2 separate regions of the Anser cygnoides genome follow, and region 1 is linked to region 2. Evidence: chromatin contacts called from public Hi-C data. All regions are on one chromosome and are shown on one strand. The core of a region is the stretch at or near the end of the contact, and the rest is flanking DNA. Distances in the headings are between cores, read along the strand shown. Region 1 has its middle 32 kb from the start of TOB1. Region 2 holds the start of LOC106034613 (ankyrin repeat domain-containing protein 40-like).

Evidence for each region. Hi-C and Micro-C count contacts between places; a contact is called where the count stands out from the background.
Region 1: a Hi-C map of liver shows a contact between it and region 2, with 6 times the contacts expected there. The contact joins the enhancer-like site here to the promoter of LOC106034613 in region 2. A contact is called at or near these places in 2 of 7 Hi-C or Micro-C datasets (both in liver).

The regions. Positions count from the first base shown.
Region 1 is chr19:6,715,576-6,723,190 of Taihu_goose_T2T_genome, forward strand. No RefSeq gene overlaps it. Among named protein-coding and RNA genes, the nearest start is that of TOB1, 32 kb to the left of the region's middle. Within about 2 kb of position 2,681, at least 2 of the 3 cell types and tissues checked have open chromatin away from gene starts, as enhancers often do. A contact at or near this core is called in liver, where this site is marked.
Region 2 is chr19:6,638,300-6,645,471 of Taihu_goose_T2T_genome, forward strand. It overlaps LOC106034613 (ankyrin repeat domain-containing protein 40-like), which reads right to left and starts at 3,142. Exons shown (of 5, transcript XM_048064385.2): 1 at 2,380-3,142; 2 at 1,641-1,789; 3 at 462-947. The coding sequence starts at 2,522.

The DNA.
Region 1 (7,615 bases), core at 1,431-3,930, 77 kb after region 2:
AGATAGGAATAGCCAACAGCTTTGCAGAGAAGGAATATATGCTGAAAAAACGCGATTTGTTAAATGTCCCCTGCGCCTTGGCAGAAAAGCAGGCAGTCTATACCGATAGAGCTGCTCAGCCAAGGCAAACAACAGGGGACGAACAGACACAGAGCTGCGCCATGACCAAGCAGGGCAGATCCCTGAATCCACAAAACTTGAGAGCTCTTTGGATCGAGGCTCTTGCTTTGTCCCATCCCGAGGATGGGCTTCAGCTGCGCTGCTGGGAACGGGTCTGATCTTTCTTGTGGTTTGGACAGTGCTTGGTTCACCCTCATCTGAAAACTGGCACCGAGTGCTTTTATTCTTTCTTCTTCCTTCCCATCCTCAGCCCTTCACCTGGTGCTAGGACTATGCGATCACCAGCAGGTTTTGTTTGGGGTAAGAAGGAGAGAGCTTACACTGCAAAATGTGGTTTGTACCCAAAGCACCAATGAATGAACCCAAAGCGTAACTGCAACACCCCCATCCCCACTTCTCAGGATGGTGTCACCCCTTCTGGCCACTGTTCCTATGCTCATGGCAGCTGTTAAACAACTGCACCACAGCACAGCCCTGGACCAGAAATCCAAAAGGCAGTTTGTCCAAATTTGGGTTGTGGAAGCTGTTATTTAAGGCTGTTGCTGAATCCCAGAAAATACCGATTTCTGGCTCAGCCAGGGCTTGGAGCCTTTCTGCTTTCCAGGATAATTTGATCTGAGAGCCTGACTACTGTCAGTCTTACACGTTTCAGAGAAACTCAGCACACGAGATGCCCAGGTACCGATTAGGCAATGGCAGAGGAAGCAACGCAGACCCCAAGCTGCCCACTTTGTGCTGGAATACACTTCAGACCATTTCTGCTGCCTATTTTGATCAGCTGCCAACCTTTTCCCAAGAAGCATTCAGAGTGAATTTTCCCTCCAACAATGCCTAGTCTTAAACACACAACTGACAGGCACGCTTGAAACCTTAAAACAGAAAGGGTATTTTAAAAATTGCCACCGTATTTCAGAAATTGCCACCACAAGACCCATGCAGCAAAAGGAACAGCGGCTTGTGTGGCTCAGACATACTCAGCAAAGTGGCTCCACTCGAATCACACGAGCCATTTATTATCTGTGTTTCAGCAACACCCACAGGCTTTGGGGACCTGCACTCTGCGTGTGCAACAACAGCTAAATATAGCGCAAGCGACACTCGGTGCAACCACAAAGCATCACTCACTTGAAAATCATCGCTCCCTTCGCTGCCCTGGAAACTGTCCCTGCAGCCCCAAACCGGGGAGGATGCTGTGGGACAGCCTGTGCTACCAGGAGACGAGCTGCTTTCACTTTACAAAGATTCCTTAAAATATCCTATTGCTGGTAATGTTTTTAGCAGCAGGACAGCTCCAGCAGTGCTAGAAAGGCAAGAGGGTAATCATCCGCCAGAGCTGGTCCGCTTCCAGTTCTGGGGAGCAGCGAAGCATATGCTAAAAAATCTCTCATCTCCGTGGTTAAAGCTAAGCAAATTGAAATGCTTTGCTGGGCAGAGGTGGACTTGAGGACACACCTCGCTCCAGGTGGGCACCTAACGAGCTGGTGAAGTTAGAGGGAAGGTAACCAAGTGCTTACACTTCTTGCTGAACTGGGGCCCGAGCGCTACTCAGCCCCCCATCCTCTTAAGCAATGCATTTTTCACGGACATTTCATTTGACCACATACTCAGAAAATACCATCAAAATAAAAAGTTAAAGAGCCGGGAGCCTTTGGAGAACTGAAATAAATAAATAAGCAACCTGGGGAAATCATTAAACTGCACAAACCGGCAGCAAGCCTTAAAAAGGAACTCCAGCTTACGCTAGCTCAGCGTTTGCACGTAGATGAAAGATGCTCCAGCCCCAGGGACCTGATCCATGACGGCTGCTCTGCACCCCGTGCCACAAACCCTGCCGGGAGGTGGGGTGGGCTCAGCCTCACACCCATGTCCTTCGCCCTTCAGCCCTCCCAGAAGGGGAGGCAGCACACAGGAGGCTAACACACTTGAGGCCAGCCCGCACGACGCAGGAGAGGCCCCGATCAAATGTTGCTGCTCTCAGCGGCGAGCGCCCCGCTTATAAATAACGCCAGATCCAGTTACTCCATGACCTTCGCTTCTCAGCCCCAGCAAAACCAAGCTTGTCCTGCTTGCACCTCCTCCCCAGGGGAGCAGCCCCGTGTTTTAGGGCTCCCACCCCAATGTGGGGTGACGGTGATCCTCCCATGGTGAACCAGCACCCCAAAAGCCACCATGGGGCAGCAAAGTGGGGGTCTTTGGTGTGCTTTGCTGTGAGATGGGCACCGGTGGGGTCAGCCAGCGTGGAAAAGATTTGATAAATGGGGTTAGTGCCTTCCCAACACCTTAGCACAAAGTAGTCAGATTTAGACGGAGTCTGCATAAAATGGAGCTGTGCTTTGCAAATCCATTAAAAAAAAAAAAAAAGCTTTTTTTGAGAACTAACCCAGGGATAAAACGCACACATCACGCACAGCACATATAGTGTCCTCTCCCCCTCCCCAGGCTTTCATCAGGAGATTTCCTGGTTCCTCAGACTTTCAAATCTCCGGCCAGGCTGGCAGCGTTTCAGATACGCCGGGGCTGATTCGCAGCTTGGACGCAAAAACTCAGTGACCTGAAACAAAGGGAGACGTGGCTGCTCCAGCGCTCGTCTGAGCCCCAGGCGCTCAGGAGGGCCCGGAGCGGCTCCTGCCTGGCCAAAGATCCAAATGTGGGGCCAGGGAGGGGACGGACACACGGCGAGGACACGTGGAGGGAAAGGGCATCCAGGAAAACAAGCTGCGTCCCAACACCTGCCCCAGCACACCCACTGCCATACCGTCATCCGCACCCCGTGCAGCGTTCCTCAACAGCTCGAGAGGAAAATGTAATTTCTTTAGGAGACTTGCATTTCCTATTAGCTGTAATTGCCCAAATAAATCTCAAGTGCTAGCACAGCTGGTCTTCTGTTGTTTTTTTTGGAGTTTTTTTTTTTTTTTAAACTCGCCATAAAGTGTTTACTAGCAGGGTTTTTCGCAAAATTTGATTTCAAAATTTTATTGGATTAACAATGAAGATGAACAGTGTATGATTCCTTCCCAAGCAATTTGTTGTAAATATTTAAAGGCTTAAAAAAAAAAAAAAAAGCTATGTTTGATATCTCTGAACTGCACAGCGCATTTCTGTCCCTTCACCGGAGCGACATAAACCCACGGATGTTTTTTCACACAGATGAGTGGGGAAACGTGAACTTTGAGATTTGCTCAGTGCCAGCGTTCCCCAGAGCTGGCTGTAAAACCCCCAGCTCCCACAGACATTCCTGGCAGAGCAAGGGTTTGGAGAAGGCGAGCAAGCAGAGCCCCGCGCTGCCAGGGACTCGCACACCCGCGGTATCTGGTGTTATTTACTTCCTCGCGGCACTCGTCAGCTCTGCTAATAGCTGAGCAAAACACTCGAGTACATTTTCATGTTCGCCACTGCAGGAAAATCCCATTTTGAAGACACAGGGGTATCTCATGGGAAAGCTTTTGAGAAACGTGCTGGCTCGAGACAGCCCTGCTTATTTTGGGATACAACACCAGCAGCTCGGTAACTCTTTCTGTACAGGGTGCGGGCTTAAAAAGGTCCCCGGTAATCCACTGGCTGCCTTCCCTGCAGCATCCAAATCCAATGAGCAAATGCTAGGCAATAAACTTCTGGGTAAATGGAAAAGCGAAATATCCAAAAAAAGAAAAAAGCTCCCTGCCAACTCTTGAGGGATTACAGCTTCGCTTCGGTTCTGAAATGTTTCTCGCGACACTGCCAATGCCCAGGGACATTAAATTGGAAAGACAGATAGGCCTTTTAATAGTTTAAGGAAAAGGGGCAGAAATTCTCTTCCCTTATTTGAACTCCTCATTCAAGCAATAATTCCTCACTGAGGGAATAATATATCTATATTTTAATTGAAGGCTGTGCACACTGTACGTTTCAGTTGATGTTTCCTTCTAGTCAGGGCTTTAGCAATCTGCCTATTTCAGGAACAAAAGCGCCGGGCGAAACTGGGGTTGCCGGGCACTGATTTGGACACGCAGGTTTCAGAACCGGGCTGTTTGGCAGCCCTGAGTCACCGCCGGGCTCAGCCCGAAGCTGGGTGGTGCTGCAGCCATGCCCGCATTTACTGCCCCTGCGCACGCTCTGCTTGTGCTTTGGGCACAAACCCTTCCTCGTGCCTCGGGCACAAGCCCTTCCTCGTGCCTCGGGCACAAGCCCTTCCTCGCGGGGCTCTGAGCACCTGCACAGCCTCCAGCCATGGTAACGCTGAGGAGCTGCTGGACACCGAGCGGCCATCGAGGTACGAACCCGCAGCGTTTGCTCTTGCAGCTTCAAAGCCGTCTTAAATAGCGAGACCGCCAGTGCTGTTTGGGACCTCGGAGGGAATCCCAGCTCACCCCTAAAGTATTTTCCTCCCTCGCTCGCCCTGACCACCCCGTGACCCCGGGCTGATGCAGCAGGGCTTTGCCAAGGCGGCTGCCAGCGGAGCGCTCCTGCAGTTGTCGCTGCCCGCCCAGAGAGCCGCGATCGCCTGGGGCTCCCCGGGAAGGACGGCGGCTTCCACCCCCAAAAATAATGCAGGATCTAAACTGGAGTCCGTGACCATGCTCACTGTCTAAGCCATTATGGTTTTAAAATAGTAACATGACATCAAACAAACAAGAAGACAACCCAAATCACTATTTAATACAAACCTTACTCTGGGTATTTTTCATTCTTATTTTTTTTTCCATTTCATTCTCCTATTTTCCTCTAAAATAATGATATTCCAGGTCAGACTGTGACTGCTGGAAACACTGCGTGACAATATTTCAGGTAATTTGAAAACACTCCTGAAAAAAAATAAAGCACTATGTAGGACACCGAAGAAAGCTGTGAACCTTCCCATCAAAAAGCTTCCCTTTACTTCTCCCTCTGCGCCCCCCACCCCTCTGAGCCCACCTGCCTCGCCCAGCACAGAGCTGCAGCGATACAGCTCCACGGGGAGCTACAAGGGACACTTTGCTCCCCTGCGGGCACCAGCTGAGCTGCAGCTGCTCCGGGGACTTTCCACAGACTGGATCAGGCCTCCAGAGCCAAACCCGATGGGCAGTGCCCAGGCGAAATCTGCTATTTCCATAGAAAAGGCGCTGACCCCCCCGGTCACCAGTTACAGCGCAGACCTGCAGGCAGGGGCAGCCCAGAAACCCACCTGCCCCTTCCTGCTCTAACAGGACTTATCAAGAATAGATAAAATGGAAAAAAATCCCATACATAACAAACTTTTCCTTTCCTTTCTTCTGGAATTAATTTTCAACACCTTTTGTTGTTGTTTTTGTTTGTTTTTTAATTGCTTGATAGCAAAGTCTGAAGTCTGAAAAAAGTTTACGTCTTTAGGTTCATTTGGCTGTAATCTGGTAGCACTCTGGGTCTATCAAAAGCAACAGAAACTGTTATTTGTGTTTTTCTGTGTTCACAGGAAAAAAATTATACACTTAGATAAACTGAACCATTCTCTTTGAACTTTTCCTTTGTTTGAATTAAATACTGTGGAAGCCAGCACGTTAATCACGCTGCAAAATGCACCGAGTTAGCGAGCTCCGATTTTTTGTTTTAATGAGCAAGTGTTCCTTGTGATAACTTGGGGAATTATACTTTCTGAATGGTGGGAAAATACACAATTATGTCACATCCCACCAAACTAAACACACTATTCAGGAAATATGGATTTTTTTCCCCCCAAAAAATTCTTTTTCTTTGCTTCTATACTGGAGAACTGTGGTTGGGGATTATAATTCCTTTCAAAGTGTTCTTTCTTAACAATGTTGCTGCTATTCATGTTTCTTTTACAGCATTTTCTGAATTGTTCTAGGTATTTGGATCTCTCTATCTGGAAAACGGATTTTTCTCTCCAGAGTAACACTACCTTAAAACCCTTTCTGTTGGGATGTTACGATGAGGTTCTCTCAACACAACTATTAGTGCCTGGTGGTGCAGTTAATCACCTTGCTATGTTTCCTAGGATAATCGCTGTTCCTGAAAGAGTAAATCACTCATTTCCATTAACAGCCAAGTGCCTGGTGGGCTGCAGGTTGGCTTCCCTCAGATCTTACATGGACAACAAAAGCCTCTGCACCGCAAAGGTGCCCCGAGCCTCTCAGGAGACCCGTGATGCCTGCACCCCAGCCCCCAGGGATGCCAAAGCCCCAGCGGGAAGCAAGGCCGGGTCAGGGCTGCAGGAGGGAGCAGAGCCCCTTTCTGCAAAGCTTCTCGGTGCACCAGCTTGGCACTGTTTGGCTTTGAACCTCTCGGATTCAACTTTTCCGCAAAATTTATTTTGATGGGGATTTTTCTTGTTGCAACAAAAAAGCCATGCCAGCTTCAGGAAAAGCAAAGCCGTTCCAATCAGGGAAAAAAAATGTGCAGATTGCAAAACATGGCAAGTTTTTAAGGATGGAACGAGCCCAGATGGATTCTCCTGTTTCATTTGCCAGGAGGAGGAGTGACTCAGAGCTCGTACGTTTTATGGGAAGTGCTTGGCACGCTGCCGCGGCTGGGGGCCCCAGGGACAGGACCAGGGCCAGAGTGCCATGGCAGAGCCCCCAGCCAGCCACGTCTCAGTGACTGGAGACCAAAGAACAGGCCCCGTTCCGCAGAAGTTGAAGGACAAGCATAGCTTTTGTTGCTCATTAGAACCGTCTGTTTTTTTTCAGAAATCAGCTCCCTGTTTCCTTAGTAACTCCTCTTGGAAGAAGTAAATGCACCTGAGCGTAGCTTAGCAATGTGCAGCGTCTACATACGTTGCCTCATCCATTTCCACCCACTCTCAGCATCTCCACAATCTTCCATGTCAGCCCTGCCACTGCTCGGTACGTGGTCCGATCGCCAGAGGAGTAGGAGCAGCTCAAGCCCGAGAAGCCCGTTAACCAAAGCCGTGGCGAAGAACAGAAATAAACCCGCACCAGGCACCATTGCAAATGTTGCTCCCAAGAGATGGGAGAAATTGTACGCCGAGATGTATGCGCATAAGGCTGCCTACGCCTATGTGTGGGAAGGGGTTTAATGGGGAGCCGAGAAAGAGCCTGCATGTAGGAGGAGAAGAGAGCAGATGTTAGCAGCGCCTTTTTGTTTTCCTGGATGGCATGGCAGAGGGAAGATCGAAGGAAAGCTCCCCTTCTGCAGAAATAGGAGCTCGAGGCACAGGCTGCGGGACGTGGCAAGGCTTTGGCCATGCGGCCAGGTCAGGCTCGGGGACTCTGGCACCAGCAGCAGCCACGAGAGGACCGGCGAGACCACACACGGCCCTTCACAGAGCACCAAGCACAGCATGTGCCTTGCTCTGCGGCATCGAACTTGGAAGTGACTTCTCCTTGGGCTTATGGAAAAGCTTCCCCTCACCCTGACCCAGGCACCTGGAGGTGATCACAAATGGCCAGAGGCAGCACTTACAACCAACGCCCGGTTGGGTCATCGATCAGAAACCCGCTACCAGCTTTCGGAATACCCTGATGGCTTCAGTTCCACTACAGAAACACCGGTGACTTTCCAAAGACTCATCCCTCCCTAC
Region 2 (7,172 bases), core at 1,892-4,391:
GTCTATTCCCTCATGAAGAAATACCATGCCTTCATTTCACCAGCAACTAGTGGTTAAGAGAGCAGAAATACATTTGGGAAACATGTTTACAATGCTAAAAATCTGACCCATCCAGTCACAAAATCAAGCTGCTACCAAACTACCTGTGATGCATTTTATGCTATATGGTATTTTGCAAAATGGGAGATTTTCTGTTGCTCAGTCACAACCACTGATCTTTCCATGGGTGGAAAACAAAGTTTGGAAACTATTACTGTTTTTAAGATAAAATACAACAGTTATTTTTACTTTGGAATGAAGAAAAAAAAAAATCAATGTATCACTGTGTATTTTTGGTCAAAGAGCTTAACATCTCTATCTCTGTTCAACGTTATTCTGAATGTGGAATGAATCCTTACCTCCACTGATACCAAAAACATGGAACGGAGCATAATAGAAGGATGAAAATTGCACTTCATTACCTTGCATGTTATACGGGAAAGTTCCAGTAAAGAAAAAGGGCTGAAACGTTGGTGCAGGACCAGTAGGCGAACTGTCGGTTTGCTGAGGTACAGCCTCGTTTGATGCTACAGAGGAAAACAAACCTCTGCTGTGAGACAAGGGTGGCTGACAAACGGGGCCGTTCTGTATTTCGGGCGTTACGCATGTTGGTGCTGTGGTAGGTGCTGACGGGCTGGGCAGCTGTTCCGCAGCATCTGGCGCAGGAAAATCATCGTTGCTGTTACATGATGTAGGTGTGCATATGCTTTCAACCTGAGTTGCTGATGAACAAGGACTAGTTTCACTCTGGGAAGCGGAAGAGATGGAAGCACTTTCATTCAGGGATTCTGCCAAGCTGTCTGGAATGCTTGCTTCAGTATAGACATAAGGGAATGGTGGGTTGGCCAAATAGTTTGCAACAACTGGCAAATTTAAATCTTTCGCTCCTTGACATTCATTTTCTTCCTCTATTAATGAAATTCAAAAATGTGGGGGTAGGGGATGAGAGAGAAAAAAGCCACCAAGTTATTGGATGCATCTTTCTCATTTTGAATAGTCAGTTTTCCTGTTGTTTCTTAAAACTACATCGCATTCTGAGGTAAACACAAGGATAATACTGGTTTCTCATAAGCACATAACACCTGGAAGGCAAGTAGCTATGAAATGAAAGAAAAGAAAAAAAAATACAGATTTTTACAAATAACCATTGGAAAATGTCATTTCTAGCAGTGTTATTCTAGTGTTTTCGAAGGAAAGGGCCCATAGTTCTTTGCTAAATCTAATTTTGCAATGCTTTTAATAATACTGCTGCAAATGGTTTGTTATGACCCATGCCAGCATATTAAACCAAATACTTCTTCAGGTAACTGAATATGTGATACAATATCCAAGCCTTCTTTTCTCTTGCTTCAAATTTCTGCAGTAAATTTAATTCTTGTGTGAGTGAGGATTACAAGACACATACTAATGTCAAAGCAGTTCAGAAAGCTGCACTTACAGACTAAAAACCATTTAGGAGAAGTTACGTGATACATGTCTATTCCCCAGGAGCTATCTAATTAGATACAATAGTCCTACCCAAAGTTTTGCCAGTCTACTGATCCGGGTAAAAGCATAAAAAGACCACAAATTCTAGAGTGCTTTTAAGATAGGAACAGTACCTCCCAAAATCTTCCGAATGTCTGGTTTCGAAGTTAACTGTGCAGCCAGCTCTCCGGTGGCCGTGAGGATCTGCTTGTCCGCACCGGCAGCCAGCAGACAAGCCACCACCTGGGCATGGTTCCGCTTGCAGGCCCAGTGTAGGCACGTCCTGTGGGGAAGGAAACAGAGGGGTTGTGCTCTCAGATATACCCCAAATCCTCCTCGCCGCCAGTCAACGATTCACCTGGGTTGCACGCAGAACACCTGGGAATAAAATTTCCTTCATTACATCACGTTTTATCTTTGAAGTTAACAATTGTGTTCCAAGTTCTCTAGGGCAAGGCCCATTCCATTGTGAGCCGTGCTGGTGAAGCCTAAGGAGAGGTCCCAGCACAAACAGGTGGTGACAGGTGGAAAGAGGACAGGCTCCCTTCATTACGATCCTCTTTAGCAGTAAACCCCAAAGCCTTCTGAGGTTAGCATTTCTTTTTCAGTAAACCACAAAACTAACGTGCTGCGTCCTCGAAGCAGCGATGACTGGGTGAAGCGACATTAAACTCAGGGTGCCCAGATTTACGTCGGAAACCCTGGGGCCGACGTTGTCCAAAAGCCCTGCCCGAGGCAAGGGCAGCACCGGCCTCCCCACCGCGGGGCCGAGGGCTGCCGAGCCGCGGCCGCCTCCCTCCCCGCCCGGGGAGCCGGGTCCCCCCACAGCCCCCAGCGCCGCCCGCCCGCACCCCGCGCCCCGCCGCCCCTCACCAGCCGTTGACTTCGTTCTGGGAGTTGGGGTCCACGCCGAGCCCCAGCAGCCTCCGCACCTCCTCGGCGTCCCCCAGCGCCGCCGCCTCCCGCAGCCGCTCCTGCAGCTCCCGCTCCTCCAAGGCGCTGCTCATCACCGACATCCCGGGGGCACGGGGCCGGTACACGGATCCCCGGCCCTCGCTGCCCGCCGCGGGGCCCCGGGAGCCCGGCACAAGGCGCGGAGGGGACGGAGGCCCGGGCGGCCTCCTCAGCGCCGCGCCGCCGGGCCCCCAAAGCGCCCCCGGCCCTCCGCCGCCGCGAGCTCCCTCACGGCCGCCGCCATCTTGTGCCCAGGGGCAGCGGGCGGCGGCGGCTGCCCGGGGCCGGGCTCCCGTTGCCTTTCCTCACGGTTCTCGCCCCGCTTGTTCGGCTCGGAAGGGAACGGAGGAACGCAGCGGCCCCGGTGGGGTGGAAACACCGCGCTGCCTGCGCCGGTTCTCCGGCCTTGTGCCTGCCCTGCAGCCATGGGGCTGGGGCTGGGGCTCGGGCTCAGAAGCCCCCGGTGGAGAGCACAGCCCCGCGCTTCCTGTGGGCGCCCCCTGATAATTCCCAGCCCGGGTGCCTCTGGGCACAATTAAATCACTAATTAAATCACTGCAGCGTGGGCTGGGGCATTCGTCAATTTCAGGGTTTCTATTTTGGCATCAGTGTCTGCCACCAATGAGAAATTTGCACTAAGACGATTTTTTTTTTATTCCATTGCCTCTCTTTTTTCAGCACTTATTAGTCACATTATTTTTAACCCACCACTTAATTTAGGACTTGTGTTGCAGACACATTGGACAGCCGTGTTCCTGCTGTGATAGTTGCAACAACACAGAGAGTGTGCCTGCAGCATTTACCACCCAAACTGTTCCCAAGCGCTTATCACCATAAACGAAGCTTCAAAACACAGAAGCAGAGGAGCAATCTTCTTCACTTTAATCAGTTGGGAGAGGCTGAGGCCTGCTGAGTGTACACCTTTCTACTTCTCTACGTGAACACCATTTTGGGGTCCCTCCTCAGCCAAGGCTGTGGGGTACATGAGTGCTCGGCGTCCCTGCAAACAGCCCCCATGAACGCAGCTGGAGTGTGCAGCAGCAAAGGCGACGTTTTTAAATAGCACGACAAAGGTCGCACCGTGACTCAGAGGCATTTGCTTTAAACCAGATCACATGCCTTTGATCTCATGCAACAGACTGCAACAGGCTTAGCAAAAATTTTGCTCGGCTCGTACAGAAAGACACAACCAACTGCATGAACAGTTTGGCTTAGAGAATGGCTTGCAAACAAGACTTATCCTCTTCTGTTAATGTTTAGTGACAACTGCAAATACGGACCTCAGGGACCTGGAGTCCAGCCTTCACCTGGACACTCTTGTCACCTAGATCTTTTTTGTTGTTGTTGTTGTTAAACTCATTTCCTTTTTCAATAAAAGCTGTCTTAAATGATCCCACTTCTCAACCCAGGTCAGCACCCATGATCACATTTGCCTGTCTTTAGCACCCATGGCATGCAGCTGTAAAAATCAAACATAGCACACACAAATGTGAAGAAGTGGCCGATCTTATAGGAAGCAAGAATACTCTCTACCACACCACGACAGCTTTAAGCAATCCCAACTTATTAAACCTGGAAAAAAAATCCAATAGGATAAAGGGGCAAAATAGCCTGTGGGCCTCTTCCAAAGTGGTGCATGACCTCTCTCAGACCAACGGGGAAAATCTATTCAAGCAAAGAGAGCAAGATGAGGCCTAGAAAAATAAACATACACCCTAGGCCACGGGTAAAACTGCTCTGTGCCACTAGGTGTCATAGCGGAACAGCAAGAAGGGCCCGAAGCGTAGCTTTGCACTTCTTGCTACGGTTGTAAAACGCCTTTAAATTTTCCCCAGCACATCCATAGTGTCTCCATACAGCTTTGATCCTGCAGATTTCAAAACTCTGCACAGTGCAAAGGGGCGTTATGCAATGTTGTAACAAGGGAAGGGAAGCCCTGCTCAATGAGCGGATTTATTTAGGGTTATGGGGCTTTTCTTTTTGCTTGAGCTCCTCTCCCAAGGCCACTGCCAGGGCTTTTAAGGACTCGAAGGCGATGCACGGGGACAGGCTCTCTCACGCTCTCTGGGGATGAGTATCCTACTCTCTAGTGTTTGTGCCAAGCCCTGTTAAATGCAGCTCGGGTTCACCACTGCTTAGTTACACAATGTACTTCTCCCTGGAGTCATAAGATTTCCTCTCGCAAGAAAGACTGTGCGGAGAGGATTAGCAGCAAGTGTGCTTGACTCCAGCCGCCATTGCCCGTCCTGTCTGTGCCTTGCGCCCTGGAGCCTCAGCCCAAACTCGCATGCGTTACCCCATTTATTGGCACTAGCATGCACATACCAGAAACAAGAAAAGCCAAGAGCATGCTCTTTCCTTGTTCCTTCCCTCCCCATTACCATATGGCAGTCGTTTTTGTGCCCATGCCTGGCAAGCCCCCATTCACACCTGTACATGTATTTCCGTAGTGTGGGCAGCAGGGCCTGTGCGGGCTGCAGGGTGCTGGCCATCTCCTTTGGATGCTGCTGGGATCTGCACCCTGTGCTGTGCTGCCAGCCCAAAAGCTAGCAGTCAGTGTGCCTCCTAAATGTGCTTCTTAAAGTCCTTGGCCTTCAGCAGAAACGCTGAGCTACTGCTCTGAGCCACAGCAAGAGTGTGCGTGGGGGGCCCAAACAAGTGATATTTGGGTTTTTGTCTGTGATTTAAAGGTGCTCAGCACTCCCTGTGCATTCACCACCCAAGGGGCATCCGTATCCACCAGCCGTGGTTGAAGTCCGTGCAGACTGTGGGCGACAATGGCAACACTGGAACTTGTAAGGCAGCGCCGAGCAGCACTCGTTGTCCCATGCTTTGACATCCTGCTGCTGCTTGGAGTAACCACAAGGGACGTGTCTGTGTAGAGTCGGGCCATTCTTTGTCCTTGGAACAAGCTTTCCAGATTCTATTGGCTTAGTTTTAATATCTGCCTTTTTGCAGGCTTCTGGGACCGAACTTCTGTATTGGTTCTTTTCTCCTTTTTTGGAGAAACCACGGTCTGTCCGTTAGGCCTGTGCCCCTCTTTTTGTTTTAAGGTTTGAAAAGTTTTTCACTCCCTTTGCATTTCAGGTTTAATTCCCCAGCTCCTTTAACTGACTTCTCAGTCATTTAAGGTTATTATTAAACATCTTTTTAAAGGTTTAATTCCCAGTTACAGTTGATAGATAGAGCTGTACAGTTGCATTTGAAGCACTCAGTCCCCACCCAACCCACCAGAAAAATGTTTCTGACAATTTTAACCAACCTGTACTCACATAAGTGTACTAGAAAAAAGATTTAGGGATAGCCAGAAAACTTGAACATTGTACTTCAAGAACAGGCATACACACACAGATTTAAAGCTTTATAGCACTAAGGCTCAGGCAGATGGCAGGACTGGTGGAGAATGAAGATGTAATAAATTAAAAGTCAAGCCCAATATTTGCCTAGCTCTAAGCTAACTTACCGAGCTCACTTTGGGCCTTTTACTGAGTGTCTGAATGCGGCGGAGAGGGGCACAGAAGAAGTCAAAGTCACACAGGAGAAGCAGTTTGTGTTATAGTGGTTTATTTTGTTGGCCCCATGGAAGTACCTGTGTGAGGGACTGGGGGAGAACTAGGTTAAATTCAAAGCCCCGTGTTGTCAGGTCTGAGTCTGCCTCATCCAGTGCTCGCTGTGTGCCAGAGGGAAGACACATGCACCCCAGAGACTGCTTCATCTCATCCTTGGGTAAGCATCTAAGAATAGCACACACAGATCGTCCTCTGGAGAAGCCTGTTGTGTCCCACCTACTGTCAAAGCAGCCAAAGGTAACGAGCCTGGAACCCAATAATTTCCAGCTGCCTCGTGTCAGACGAGTACCTGAGACAGGGTGGCTGAGGCCCTTCCCTAAGCCCCTCTGTTCTTGCTGAGGTAAATAAAAACTTTCAGCACGCTGTTGAATTGTGAAATTGTAGGGAACACACTGATTGCCTTTCCTTTGACTTAAAATCAACTTTGACCTAGTTGCCAGGCAGGAATTGCTCCTGTGACAGTGGTACGAGGGGCTGGGATTTAGGACAGGCCTCATTTTTTCCAGGGCTGTGCTCTTCCCTTCATGTTTGCTGGTGTTGCACCACATCTCATCCATTCTCCATGAGCATCAGCCAGGTGCTAGATCTTAGATGGTTCCTCTGTATCCCACTGTCTAGTTACATCGACATCCCACCAGAAGACCCCTGAAGAATGGATGTGACACAGGACTCATTAACTGCAGGGTGGCAGGAGGTGTGAGCGCTCACCTGAGCACGCAGATGCTCACGCCTGCAGCGCGTAGTGAAATTTGATGGAGGGTTGGAAAATATCCTTGATTTTGAGGGGAATCGTGATCTGCAGGAGAAGGATCTGCTCAGACAGCTAAACCCCTTTAGAAATCAGGCATGGTGTGTGGCTGTTTTTCTTTTCATTTGTTAATTTAACATTGTTCCTATTTGTAGGACAAATAAATCGTTTCTGAACAAACAAGCCAGAGAACTGGAACCTGAGGGGGGTGGTACATCAGCTCAGGGACTCGTGGTTAAGAAGCCCAGTAGATTTTGATAACAACTGGAAATTGTTCCGTGGATTAGTGTCTAAAGCCAGTTTGGCTTCAAGTAATGGCAAGCCTGAGCTGCAGTGCGTGGAGCCAAACTTCGCCCCTTGAGGGCTGTTGCTGTTCGTGTTGCAGTTGTGGAGCC